Linked DNA regions of Rattus norvegicus: region 1 is linked to region 2. The links are chromatin contacts, called in public Hi-C maps. All regions are on one chromosome and are shown on one strand. Each heading gives the region's core, a stretch centred on a gene start, on an enhancer-like site or on the middle of the called end of the contact. The rest is flanking DNA. Distances are from core to core; before and after follow the strand shown. Region 1 overlaps LOC120100841 (guanine nucleotide exchange factor MSS4-like). Region 2 holds the start of Kpna4 (karyopherin subunit alpha 4).

The links. Hi-C and Micro-C count contacts between places; a contact is called where the count stands out from the background.
Region 1: a Hi-C map of liver shows a contact between it and region 2, with 3 times the contacts expected there. The contact joins the enhancer-like site here to the promoter of Kpna4 in region 2. A contact is called at or near these places in 5 of 12 Hi-C or Micro-C datasets (the A7r5 cell line, kidney and liver).

What each region holds. Positions count from the first base shown.
Region 1 is chr2:155,740,516-155,746,996 of GRCr8, forward strand. LOC120100841 (guanine nucleotide exchange factor MSS4-like) reads left to right here. Exons shown (of 4, transcript XM_039103707.2): 2 at 1,742-2,029. Tox3l1 (TOX high mobility group box family member 3 like 1) reads left to right here. Exons shown (of 3, transcript NR_131117.1): 3 at 1,742-2,220. Among named protein-coding and RNA genes, the nearest start is that of Tox3l1, 33 kb to the left of the region's middle. Within about 2 kb of position 3,461, at least 2 of the 93 cell types and tissues checked have an H3K27ac peak or open chromatin away from gene starts, as enhancers often do. A contact at or near this core is called in liver, where this site is marked.
Region 2 is chr2:155,687,717-155,694,101 of GRCr8, forward strand. It overlaps Kpna4 (karyopherin subunit alpha 4), which reads right to left and starts at 3,035. Exons shown (of 17, transcript NM_001014793.1): 1 at 2,964-3,035. The coding sequence starts at 3,032.

The DNA.
Region 1 (6,481 bases), core at 2,211-4,710, 53 kb after region 2:
TGTGTGTGTGTATGTGTGTGTGTGTGTGTGTGTGTGTGTGTGTAAATGTATGTGTATATGAAAGGAATCTAAATGGAGTCACCATATGGTGAGATAGATAATGCACAAGTATACATCTTATGCCCTCAGGTAGACCCTCCAGTGCCAGGAATGGGTTACATCTGGCTGAATCATTGGTCACGGGGTTCCCTTAGTCATCATTCCAAGAATTACAGCTACTGTATTTACCAATGGTACAATGAATGACGTTTTCCCCTGAGTAGAGTTCTCCAAACAGAAGTGTTCAGGCTGCTGTGGGGAGTTGAGTGTCTCTGGCTCCTGCCTCACAGCTGCTGACAGAACCACAATTTTTTTTTTTTTGTTCTTTTTTTTTCGGAGCTGGGGACCGAACCCAGGGCCTTGCGCTTCCTAGGTAAGCGCTCTACCACTGAGCTAAATCCCCAGCCCAGAACCACAATTTCTGGCTCAGGCTCCTAAGAAGGTTTGCTTATGGGTTATTGATGAGGTCCGAGTTCAGTCAGTACCAGGGTGCTGGAAGAACGGTGTTCAAAAGAATAAAGGGAATTAGAGATTACAGATAAATTGAAAAACAAGGAGAAAGCAAACGAAGCTTCATGATGTATGCTTCAATCTTCTAACTTTGCAAGAAGATGGCCTTGCCTTGAATTCTATTATCTTTGAAAGAGAGTGAGATAGAGATGTCAGCCTCAATCCCACCAACAGATATGTACATACATGTTAGAGCAGGCTGGGATTCAGATTATCAATGCAGAGGCTGGACATTAGAAAACTTCCCTGGACTGGCTGGCATCACGGAGAGGTTAATCAAAGCTCCTTTCCTTAGTCCGACATCTTTCCATCTAGTACCATTTAATTATTGCCAGTGACTTGGATGAAACAAACCTGGGCTCCATAAACATTCTGCTTTAGACAATGATATTTCTTTGTTGCTAGATGCAATAGGTTTGGTTCAAGTCTGTGATAATCTTTAGTGCACTGTAAAACCTTCAAACAAAAGAAAATGAGGTATTCATCATCCAAAAACCCTTCAGGACTTTGATCTGTGCTACTGAAGACAGGGGAGGCTGAGCCTACTTAGTTCTACCTACAGCCAAACCTTCACGGCTGAGACCAGGCAGAACAAGAAACCAAGATGGATAACACTTGGATCGACGTCAGCTTCTTTGAATTTCCAACCCCCAAGCACACAGGAATGAGATTTTTGGACTTTGATTCTGTTGACCTCTGAAATGTTTGGATCAATTTGAATACAGCTTTAATTTTTAACTTTAATTTCCTCCCAGGAAAACCCATTTAAGAAGGCAGCTAGCACTTCAATCTGGAGCTTTGTCTGTTGCTGGCATTTTTATGATTAGCGTATTTTTATTATTTCCATCTCAGTGCCAGTGTTTGATGAGCTACGCTGGATAATGAGGGAGGAGAGCGGGCCAGGGAAACAGCAGAAGTTCTAGTTTGGGACAAAGGTTTTAGAATTAATTTAATTAACACATTACTCTGACCCATTTTAGGGCCTTCTCCTTAATAAATGCTAGCCAGCAGTTTCCCAGAAGAGTCAGGCCTGGCTTCAAGGGAGAAGTTGTGTGAAGGTGGGATAAAGATTGTTGGGGGGGGAGTTTTAATCACGTCCCCTGAAGAGAAAAGCCATACCACTAGTTAATGGTCAGAGCTAATGGAGTACAAGAACGGATTGGACAAAGTCTTGACATCTTTTTCTTCACAGTCCCCTTTCAGAACGTGTCAGACAGATGGCAGAGAAGGCAGTACTGGGGAATGTCATCACGCTGCTCCCGCTCACCCTTCAGGTCTACCCACACACCACTACATGTCAAGAATATGTATTTGGCCCTATTCCTATGTTGTGAAGTATCGAAGGATACCGTTTGGCTCTGCTCAACACGGATGTCCACGGTGGTCCACGCTGTCGGGACCGAACAGAAGCCTGAAATATGTTGTTGCCTTCTTACCTTCAGGTAGAAGAATGGGGTGTGGATACCAGCTCTATTGTCAGGTAATGTGTTGTAACAGTAATATTTTATTCCTATTTATCTTTTTGTTTGTTTTCAGCTGGTTTTTAACTTGGAGTGGAGTCATAAGGATTGTTGATTGGGCTTTCTAACTCTACTGTTTCTTCTTCATCGTCGTTGTCATCATCGTTGTCATCTCATGTAGGTCAGGCTGACCAAGAACTGCCTGTTTAGACAAGGCTAGCTTTGAACTCTTGATCCTCCCACATGTATGTGCTGAGATCACAAGCCTGGCTCCTCTCTTAGCTCTTGTAAGTGGAGCTGACAGGACTCCCTGCTTAAGTAGAGTGTGAAATTTGAAGGGAAAATGGCAAAGTAAAAGAGACTCCAAGCTTTGTCTTGAGTGAGTAGGAAAAGTGCTGCTGCTATCAGTCAGTGAGGCAGGAGCCCTGATTCTGAGGGGAGAGGTGCACCCTAGGTGAGAATGGCTGCCTTGGAGGAGCCTGTGCTCTGGAGAAGTTTGACTGTGGGTGGGATGGCCAGAGAGAGTCAGGCAGTGTCCACTGATAAGATGGATGTGAATAGAGTGCTATGCATAGGGAGGGGGTTGGCCACCAGGAGGTAGATTACTAAAAGTCCATGACCAGACGGATATGCTTAGGATGATATAGACGGTGAGTCAGAGGAGGTGTATGGTTTCCAGTGTATGGACTCGCCCATAGAAAGACCAATTCCATAAAAGTGCTCATTTTTCTAGATCCTGCCATCTTCAGTAAGACAGCTCTATCCTCAATGCAGGCATGCAGGTTTTCGGAAAGAGAAATGAAAAGACGAGTGTAGCGAGAGCCCAGGTCTCCTGATTGTGAGACAGCAGAGCAGGAGTTTGGGTTGAGGTGGCCTTGATTTTAGGCAGGAGAAGCTGAATGAGAGGTTGACAAACTTTTCCTATGAGGAACCAGCCCACAGGTCACTATCGCAACAATGTAACTTAGCTTTGAACAGTTGCGCTCTGGGAAAACTTATGAAACAGGCAAAGGGCTGGATTTGGATCATAGGCCATAGCCATTGCGCCGACCTGTGGCAACTGTGTGTAGGTGACGCTGTCTTTTTTCAACCCTCCATGGAGTGCAATGGCTAGTTCTAAGGCTACTTAACAAAGCAGGCTAGGGTTGAGGGAAAGTGCTGTTAGCTGGTGTACAGGTCAGAGGGGCAGGAAGAATATGATTTACATGTAACAACCCATTGAGACCTGTCAGTAGAGATGAGCTCTCTGGGGCAAGGCGTCTGGAGTTTTCAGTGCTGTAGCCAAAGCAGAGGAGGACATAAAAGAAAAAGAAAAGAAAATTGTCTAGGCCATGTCTTCTTGCTACATTAGCATTGAAGGTCCACGAAGGGAAAACTACTGTCAAAAGAATAGAGTCTGTCTCTGGAGAAAGATAAACCACTCCCACCCCGAAAGAGTTAGTCCAGTTGGATCAGTCAATCATCAGGCCAAGGGTCACCCTCAGGAAGGCAGGCTCACCTTAAGCAATACTAAAAGCAATATTAAATAGAAAATGGTATTAAATAAAAAAGATAGGAGAGATAATTATCCCTTTAATGAGATAGCATTCTTTTCTTTCCCAGAATTCCTCTCTGCTCTAGCATGTAGCATGGTCCTTACAAGCCACCATGAGATTCTATTGAGTCTGCCTGATGTTCAGAGTCCTGCCTCAGAAAAGGTGTACTTTTTCCTTTTTCTTCTCTTCTGTCTTTAGTTGGGTGCTGGCCAGAGCATAAGCTTTCTTCTTCTCCTGGTGCTTCAGGCTTTATTCTGTCTTTCTGAAAGTTCTCTCCCTGCCCTGTGGCCTGGGTCTTGTCAGAAGCTGTGTGCACTATGTGGTTGATATCCAGGCCTAACACAAACTGATATTATGACTCTTTCTCTCTTAGGCTCCAATCTATGACTCTATAATAAAATCTCTAAAACACACTCTCTGTTCCACAAACTTTGCTTTTGGAATCTGTGAGACAAGCCACTGGCTTGGGTCATCTTTGGTGGCCACTGAGTTTCTGGGACCCTAGATGTTCAAGAAAGGCACCTGGACAATCCTATATCACGTCTGGCCAGGTACCTACCTTCACGATACAGACTTCCCATCTCCTCTTATTCAACAATAGGAGTAAGATTGAAGAAAGAGAACTTGTAATAGGGGCCGGTGGATTGCTAGTGCTCTGGACAGGGAAGCTGGACACAATAGATTGGAGGTGGAGTAACTGATTACTCAGGCAGACTAGGATAGAAGTAAAAGGTGGGACAAGAGGAAAGAGCTAGAGAATAGCCTACTGCTGAGGGGATGCCTAGGGGACTCCCTCAGTTCTCCTCAATGTGGCCTCCGCTCATAAATCCCTCAGAAATGGGGCAGTTTGATGGACAAGTCAATAGTGCATTTCTATCTGTTGTTGGGTCCACAGAGTTTGTAGTCTGTCTCTGGGAATAGTTTATTAAGAGTTTCTTAATGAGCCCAGAGAGACTCTGAGGTTAAGAGCACTTACCGCTTTCCTGAAGGGTTAGTTCTCAGCATCCATATGGTGGCTCATAGCCATCTGTTACTCTACTTCCAGGGATCGTAAACTCTCATTCGGCCTCCGTGGACACTAGGCACAGAGATGGTTCACACATACACCCAGGCAAACATGTGATATTTATCTTCCAAGTATAAAACCACAACATCAGGAAGGGCCATACGGCAGCTTTTGACCAGCCTTTCCCCTTTAGAAAGGTTCACCTTTCTTAATAATATGCCTGACAGATGGGGTTGGGGATTTAGCTCAGTGGTAGAGCACTTGCCTAGGAAGCGCAAGGCCCTGGGTTCGGTCCCCAGCTCCGAAATAAAAAAAAAAAAAAAAAGAAAAAAGAAAAAAAATATGCCTGACAGATGAGAATTCTTTCAATAATCAAATTAACTAATTTTTCTTTTCTTTCTTTTGGTTTTTCGAGACAGGGCTTCTCTGTGTTGGCCTGTCTGTCCTAGAATTCACTCTGTAGACCAGCCTGGCCTTGAATTCAGAGATCCACCCAAAGTGGATCCCAAGTGCTGGAATTGTAGGCGTGCACCTCCACTTCCAGACTCCAATTTCAGTATTTTTCATTCTGGAAGCTTACAAGAACTTTATATGCAGAAGGACTCTCTCCTACTTTACTCCTATTCTCTCATATTGAACTGTCCGTGCTATAGAGCAAACAAACCCAGCTGTTCTAAGAACTCCTTACAGCTATTTTGGTTTGCATGCAAATTTCCCACATAGACTCCTGTGTTTGAAAACTCAGTCGCCAGCAGGTGGTGCTGTTTTAGAAGCCTGGCGACTTTTAAGAGGTGGAGCCTCTCTAGTGGAAGAGGGCCACTGAGGACAGATCTTCAGATTTCATAGCCTGACTCTGCTTCCCTTCTGCTGCCTCCTGGATGCAGGCTCAACTTGACCAGCTACCTAAAACTCGAAATTCTATGCCTTCCCCATCATTGTGGGCTCTGTCCTTTCTTAAACTGTGACCCAAAGCAAACCCTCTTTTGCATAAGATGCTTTTGTCAGGTGTTTTGTAATAGCAATGCAAACACTGACACACAGTTTAGGCACCATTGTTGTCTCTGTGTCTTGGTGAGCAACATCAATCCCAGTAAAGGGCCATCTTTGGTGCAGCATGAAAGCCATCACACCCCGATGCTGACCCGGAGGCAGCAGAATGAACATCTGAAAACATTCATGCTCTTTCAGGAGGTTTCTGGTCATTTACCAGGGCATTTGAACATCGAGGTTATGCTAATCACAGAACTGTGAGGATGGTTCTCTCCACCATTGTTGGCTTAGTCATGGGGATCATTCTCTGCAGACAGTGTAGTGTGGATTATAATGAGCAAATGCAAAATAACCTTGTCAACAGGCATTGCAAGTGAAAGAATTTTACACACTATAAAAGAAGGAGCAGAAAAAAAAAAAAAAACCCTTAATGTTGTCCAGGCCAAAGCAGGCACTTTAGGAGGAAAGGGGCCGTAAAAGCAAGCAGATACTGAAGCGTATGTTCAAATGTTACATTCGTATCTCCTGTAGTTTTATCAGAAACAATTTTGATAAATTCTATGTTTAAAATATATTTCTTTATTTGTGGGTAGCATGGGGAGGCAGGGTGGGTGCTGTTTTGTACCTGTGGAAATCAAAGGACAAGTGACACTGAGAGGTTGAACTCTGGAGAGGTTCTTGGGTGCTCATCCACTGAGCTGTCTCTCCGGCCCCAATTTCAACAAATTCTGCTATCAAAGTTTTCATACTTTTCTTTGCAGACAAACAACTCCACAATATTTTTTATTTATAATTTTTTGGAAATAAAAGTTTTTATATTGCATTTTTGTTGAGGAGTTACTTTATAGCAAATAACATGTGGCATCATGAATTGTTTTTTAAGTGGGAGAACTAAAATGCATGACTTATTTTTTTTGCTTTGCTTTGAGAAATTTCGTGTG
Region 2 (6,385 bases), core at 1,785-4,284:
AAGTAATAAAAGATGTTTCTGTCTCATTACAAGAACTCATCATTTCTAGAAGCTTTTGTTTTCTTTTGTGGTATTGAGGATCAAACCCAAGGCATTGTACATACTATGATTTACAAGTGAACAACACCCACTTATGTGATCTTGAGTAAGTCACAGAAATAATTTTTAGTCACATCATATTTATAGGTAGAAAAATGAAAATATTCTAATTTCTAATGCACATACATGGATCCAGTCATTAGATAGTGGCTACCGACATAATATCAAAATATGTCTAATATGCATTTATACCTAACTTTAAGTCACCTATCATAGTAGCCAGGTAGATTCAGTATTTATTAGTCTGTAGTGGCAAGAAATACATAGTAAGGGTAATATCGTGTGTATGTGTTTGTGTTTGTGTTTGTGTATTTGTCAGGTAGTCACAAAAACTTAAAACAGGGTGGGGTGGCACATGCAATCCCAGAACTTGGGAGGGAGAATCAGGGATAATGCCAATAAAATATAGTATTTAGGAGGATAAGGGAGAAAGATTGAGAGTGTAAGGCTATCCTGGGCTACAGCTACATAATGAGACCTTGTCCAAAAAAAAAAGAACAAGAGGGAGGGGTGGAAAGGGAGAAAGTAAGTCTGGTAACCCTATAAAACGTTAGATGTAAAGTTCCAGTATCATCTAGCATTCTAGGTTTGTAACCAAAAGAAGTAAACATGTTACACAAGAATGTGTATATAAATGCTTATACCAGTAATATATACCTGATAAAAAGGGTTAACCACAGTTCCATAGAGATGAACACATATAAACACAATGTGGTATAACTATAGGCAAGCACATTATTCAGACCTAAGAAACATTCTTGTTACAGTATGGATGAACCTTCAAGTCAGGTAGCCACAACATATCATAAAATGTACATTCTATTTACATGAAGCATTCAGAATAGGCAATCAAAACATTGTTTTGAGCTGGAGTAGCTGAGAAAGAATGACTTATATCAGGGGTTCTTTAAAGAGCAGTAAATATTTGGAGATTTGACTTAGGTGTTGATTGTGCAACTATTTAAACACATTAAAAACGACTTTATGGACTGGAGAGATGGGTCAGCAGTTAAGAGCACTGTGCTCTTCCAAAGGCCCTGAGTTCAATTCCCAGCAACCACATGGTGGCTCACAACCATGTGTAATGGAATCAGATGCCCTCTTCTGGAGTGTCTGAAGACAGTGACAGTGCACTCATACATACAATAAATAAATCTTTAAAAAAAAAACCCAAACACTTTATCTGGGTGAATTGTATAGCATGTAAATCACATTTCAAGGAACCTGTTAGAAATAGGAAGCAAAAGAATTAGATTGGTTGGCTACCTGATATTTTTCTGAAATTTCTAACTTTGCAGTATTTATCAGTTTTATATTTCCTAACTTGTGATTTTCCCATTCTAAATATTTTTATTAGTAAAAATAAATCAGCATTGTTCAACATACAAATTTAATGACAACTATGAATTATACATTTAAAAAGTTGGCTTCTGTTACATATAAATTACTCCAATAAAAATATTAAATTTGGGAGCTGAAGAAATGGTTCAGTGGTTCAGTTCTAAGCACCCACATAGCAGCTCACAATTGGCTGTAACTCCACTTCCAGGGGATGGGCCACTGTCCTCTGGCCTCCTTGGACACCAGGCACACACATGGATGCACACACACACATCCGGACAAAACACCCCTATACATAAAATAAATCCAAAAAAATTATTTTAAAAATTTCTTTCACTATAAAAAATGATCACAAAGCTTCATTAACCGTCAAACGAGCTCTGGGAACACACACCCTGGAACATACAGTTCTAACTACTGCAATAAGCTAAAACAGTGCAAACTACATTAAAAGACTGAATGGCATTGGGAAAAGTAAACAAAAGTTGCCATCTCTAGCCCGCAAATGCTCAAGTTCAGAAACGGACCACAGCAGTCTGAAGATCAGTTACAAGAACACATGGGGATAAGAAGCTAAACTCTAAGCTTAGAACGCCTTGTGTTTTAAAAAATAATTCCCTATGTTTAAAAAAAAAGTCACAATGGAAAGAAACTGTGTGTTTAATACATCGAACCTTGGAAGTAGCTGTGTCTATGACAACGAAGCCTTCTTTTCCCTTTTAAAATAATACGTGATGGTGTCAGTCCACAGCCTACCCGATTCCTCACTGCCATCACCACCAGGAGGTGGAGGGAAAGAATACTGAAGACTAGAGGATGACAGCTTTGAATAACCCTTTGGGCTTTCTATGTAAGAATGCAAACTGGTGATCTCTTCTCCGAGAGGAGTAAAAAGATCTGTGGACAGGCTCAAATAAGGGGTTGGGGATAGGCGATCCTTTGACTGGAAAAGGGCACATCGTGAGCTACATCTTGAATCAGCTAGGACCAGAGTGAAACCCAGGCCGCTGGAAGGCACTGCTAGCATCACCAGGACCCCCGCGAGAGGCGGGGGTGCTTTTTTTTTTTCTTTCCAGCGGAGAAGTTGACTCCTGTAGTTTGGACGTTGGAGTAAAACCAGAGTCGGGGTGATTAGAAAAACCTCCTGAACGTGGAAGCGTCTTAGGCCCTGAGAAGTTACGAGGTCGCCGCTCGCTCCCCCATCGCCCTCCGCCCGCGACGCTTGGCGTCGGGGCCGGAGCAGAGCCGGAGCTTCCGCCGCTGCTGGGCCTCCGCCGCAGCCGATATTCCGGCCGCCCGCACTCGTGTCTGGCCGGCTCGGCAGAACAGGCCTAGGCCGCACCCGGCGGGCCCGGGCGCTGTCGCCGGCGGAGGCGGAGCAGGCCCGGCACAAACTTCCCGGCGCGGCGCCCGCGTCACGGCCGCTCGCCCGCCCGCCCAGCGCCATGCCGGCCGCCGCGCCCGCCCGACTCCGTACGAACCCCGCGTCCCGCCGGGGCCGGAGGCCGCAGACCCCACTGTACCTCCAAGTCGCGGCCTTTGTTCTTAAAATTCTTGAGCCGTTGGTTGTCCAATTTCTCGTTGTCCGCCATGGCCGGGCCGGCGACTCTCCCCCCCCGCCCGGGCCCCGCGGGATCCGCCCCAACCACCGCGCCGCACCGACGCTCCCAGGAAGCCGGCCGCCGCCTGCGCCGCCCGCCCGTCCGCTCCCTTCCTCTCGCCCGGCCTCCCCGGCCTCCGCTCCTTGGCTGCCCTCGCCTGCCCTGAGCCCGGGTACCACAGCAGCTCTGGCGAAGACGACTGCGGGGCCGGCGGCGGCAACGGCGGCGGAATGTGCTGCCGGCTGAGAGGGGGAGGCAGCCTCGATCTGAGGGCCCGGCTTTGCGGCCACGCCCATCGTCGCCAACCCGGTCCGCCTATTGGCCGGCCGGGCTCCGGCGTGCTTGGCCAATCAAAAGGGGCGATGGAGAGCGGGGGCGGAAGAGCGAAAGGAAAGGGGAAGGGAGAGTCTGGGGCAGGAAAGGGCCGGGGCGCAGAGGCTTGGGAGGGGAGGGGCCGCGCGCCAAGGGAGAAACCGGAGGCAGCCAAAGAGAAGCAGACCCGGGAGAGGGTGGTCCTGGGGAGGGTATAGTGGTCCTGGTTATGGTGGTACGATTGTCCGGGTAGCCTTGGGTACTGGGGTTCTGAACTTCGTTCTTTTCTCCTCCGGTGTTACTTGAGCGCTTCATTCACTTTGGAAGGCAAAGAGGTGTGTCTAAGCTCCATTCCGAGTCCTAAACCCTGAGTCCTGTCCAGGGAACTGCGAACCATCCTAGGGCTAGGCATCGGGACTAGGACTGGCTAGGGCGATGTGCATTCAGAAAACTGAAGGGAAAACTAGAGGGACCGGGTAGGAAAAGGAAAGGGGCCTCTGACCAAGTTCCTGCAACAGGTAGAAACTAATTGCCTTTTTGGCCAGTTTCTCTTGGAAAATTAAACTGCTTGATCACAAAGTATTAATTTATAGAGAATGACGACTATGATCCTTGACATAGCAAATGCAACATTGTGACTCTTGATAAAGGAAGTTAATCCCAAAGATACCTCTTAACCAGGAACATTGTAACCAAAGGCGGAAGTAAAACAGATACAAAAAAGCCTCTCAAATTTTTCAGAAGAGCTCCGGACTGGTGACGCGGTTTGTAATCTTAGCTACTGGGCGTGAGGAGGAGCAGTTAAAGAAGTATCCCAAGAGCAAGGCCAGCCAGACCAAGAGTCCAAAGCCACTCTGAGCAGTTTAGTGATACTCCCCCTCTCCTCTCCCGCATTCATGTCAAGATAAAAAATAGAGCTACAACTCATTAGAAGGGGCTAATTATGCTGGAGGCTCGAGGTTCAGAAAAGAGTGAGGAAATGCTTTCAAAATTATATTTAAGCTGAGCATGGTGGTCCATACTTTAAACCTAGCAAAGGCAGGTGAATATGAGTTTGAGGCCAACCTGAGCTACATCATAATACTCTGTCTAAAAACAAACAAACAAACAAACAAACAAACAAACGAATTTGTGTTCATTTACCAAATATTAGTTCCTCAAATGTGTGTGATTTTCTGAAGCAGTGGCAATTCGGAGTCAGAAGGAACGAGGAAGCTAAATGTGTTTGAACTTTGCAAAAGACCCTATTACAAAACCCCTTGGGAACTTTTGGCTTCTGGTTCTTTCTGGCATATTTTGTTTGGGCAGAAATGAACGTTTAGGGTGCAAATATTTCATAAACACGTTTAAAGTCAAAGGAGGGTGTTTTTTTAAAAGTATAATACAAAGACAATGGATTAGACAGGATAAAGTTCTTTCGGGAATGAGGGATAAAGAGAACCACAGGATAGGAGTCTCTTGAAGATTAGTTATAATGGGAGGAATGGTGGAAACTAAACCCTTTAGATACAGAGTAATGCCTTTCAAATAGTCTTTGGTATTTTGCATACTTTCTGCTGGCCTTGGCAAACAAACTCTTTGGAAGTAATTCACACCAAAGGTTAATTTGAATGTAAGTTGAATTCAGAACTTAAAATTCAGACGAAGTTCATTTTGTGTGGGTGGTATGTAGACATATTTCGGTATACACATCTTTGTGCAAATGAGGACAGAGAAAGAGGTCCCACATTGGGCTGGAGAGGTGGCTCAGTGGTTAAGAGCACTGACTGCTCTTCTATAGGTCCTGAGTTCAAATCCCAGCAACCACCTGGTGACTCACAACCAATGAGTAATGAGAGCTAATGCTCTCTTCTGGAGTGTCTGAAGACAGCTACTGTGTACTATATATAATAAATAAATCTTTAAAAAAAATGAGGTCTCACATCGTTACTACTCTCCACCCTATGGCCCTGAGACAAGGTTTCTCACTGAACCAGAAGCTCATCATCTAAGATGAACTGCCTTGTCCACTTGCCTCCACCTCCCAGTGCTGGCCTCCCAGTGCTGGGATCAAGCATAGACGCCTGCACTGGCTTTGCTGTGGAACTAACTCAGGTCCCATACTTGGGGACTCTCTCCCTCATATATTTTTATACTCCAAAGATTGATTTAGTTGAAATAATACTGGATTTACATGCTGGGCACTAGTATATTTTAAAATATAACTAAACCAGTTAATAGTTGTGTATGCTATAGTCCCCAGATGTAGGAGACTTGGACAGTAAGCTCCAGAATTCTGAAGCCAGTCTGCAGACACTTGAGAGATCCTGTGTCTGAAAGAAAACACATGAGATCTAAGTGTGGTAAACCATACCTGTGATGTCAGCACTTGGAAATATATGAGTCTGAGCTCTCTGTGAGACTAGGTTACAGAGCAAGAGCCTGTTTCAAAAATAAAATGAAAGAAGGGAAGGGTGGGTTTAGGATAAGAAAATTTTGGTGTAAAGAGGAGAGAGGGGGGGTGGGTTGTCCTAAGGGTTTGTGATTATTTGAGCAAAACAAGAATGGCACATAGTATTATTAAGTAAAGGGAAGAATCCATTGCTAGATCTTACTAAATTATAGTTTATATTCGTTACAGTTGCGCTGGTTTTTTGAAGAGAGAAAAACACCAAATCATAGTCAGCCACTATAGTTTGTGTGTACTATGTCAGTGATCATGTAATGAACCATGGTTCCCTCTCTCAGAGGAATTTTCCTAAGAAAAGATGAAGAGAGTTCTTGGGAGACCCTTTGTACTTCACAAGAGAGAGTTGTTATAAAAAGGACAAGCCCGACTAGACAATTTTGTTTCATTTACTGTCTAACCGTAAGATCTTCCTCTCACACCTCCATCGCTCCATCACTGATTCCATCGGTCATAGTGGGAGGAAAGTTTACCAGAATCAGTATAGTGCATTTGAATGGCTCCAAAACCATGAGACCTCTTTCCTTTAGGAAGAAGCCAGGCTAAAATATTTTGTTACAGTAGCAGAAAATGGGATAATATAGTG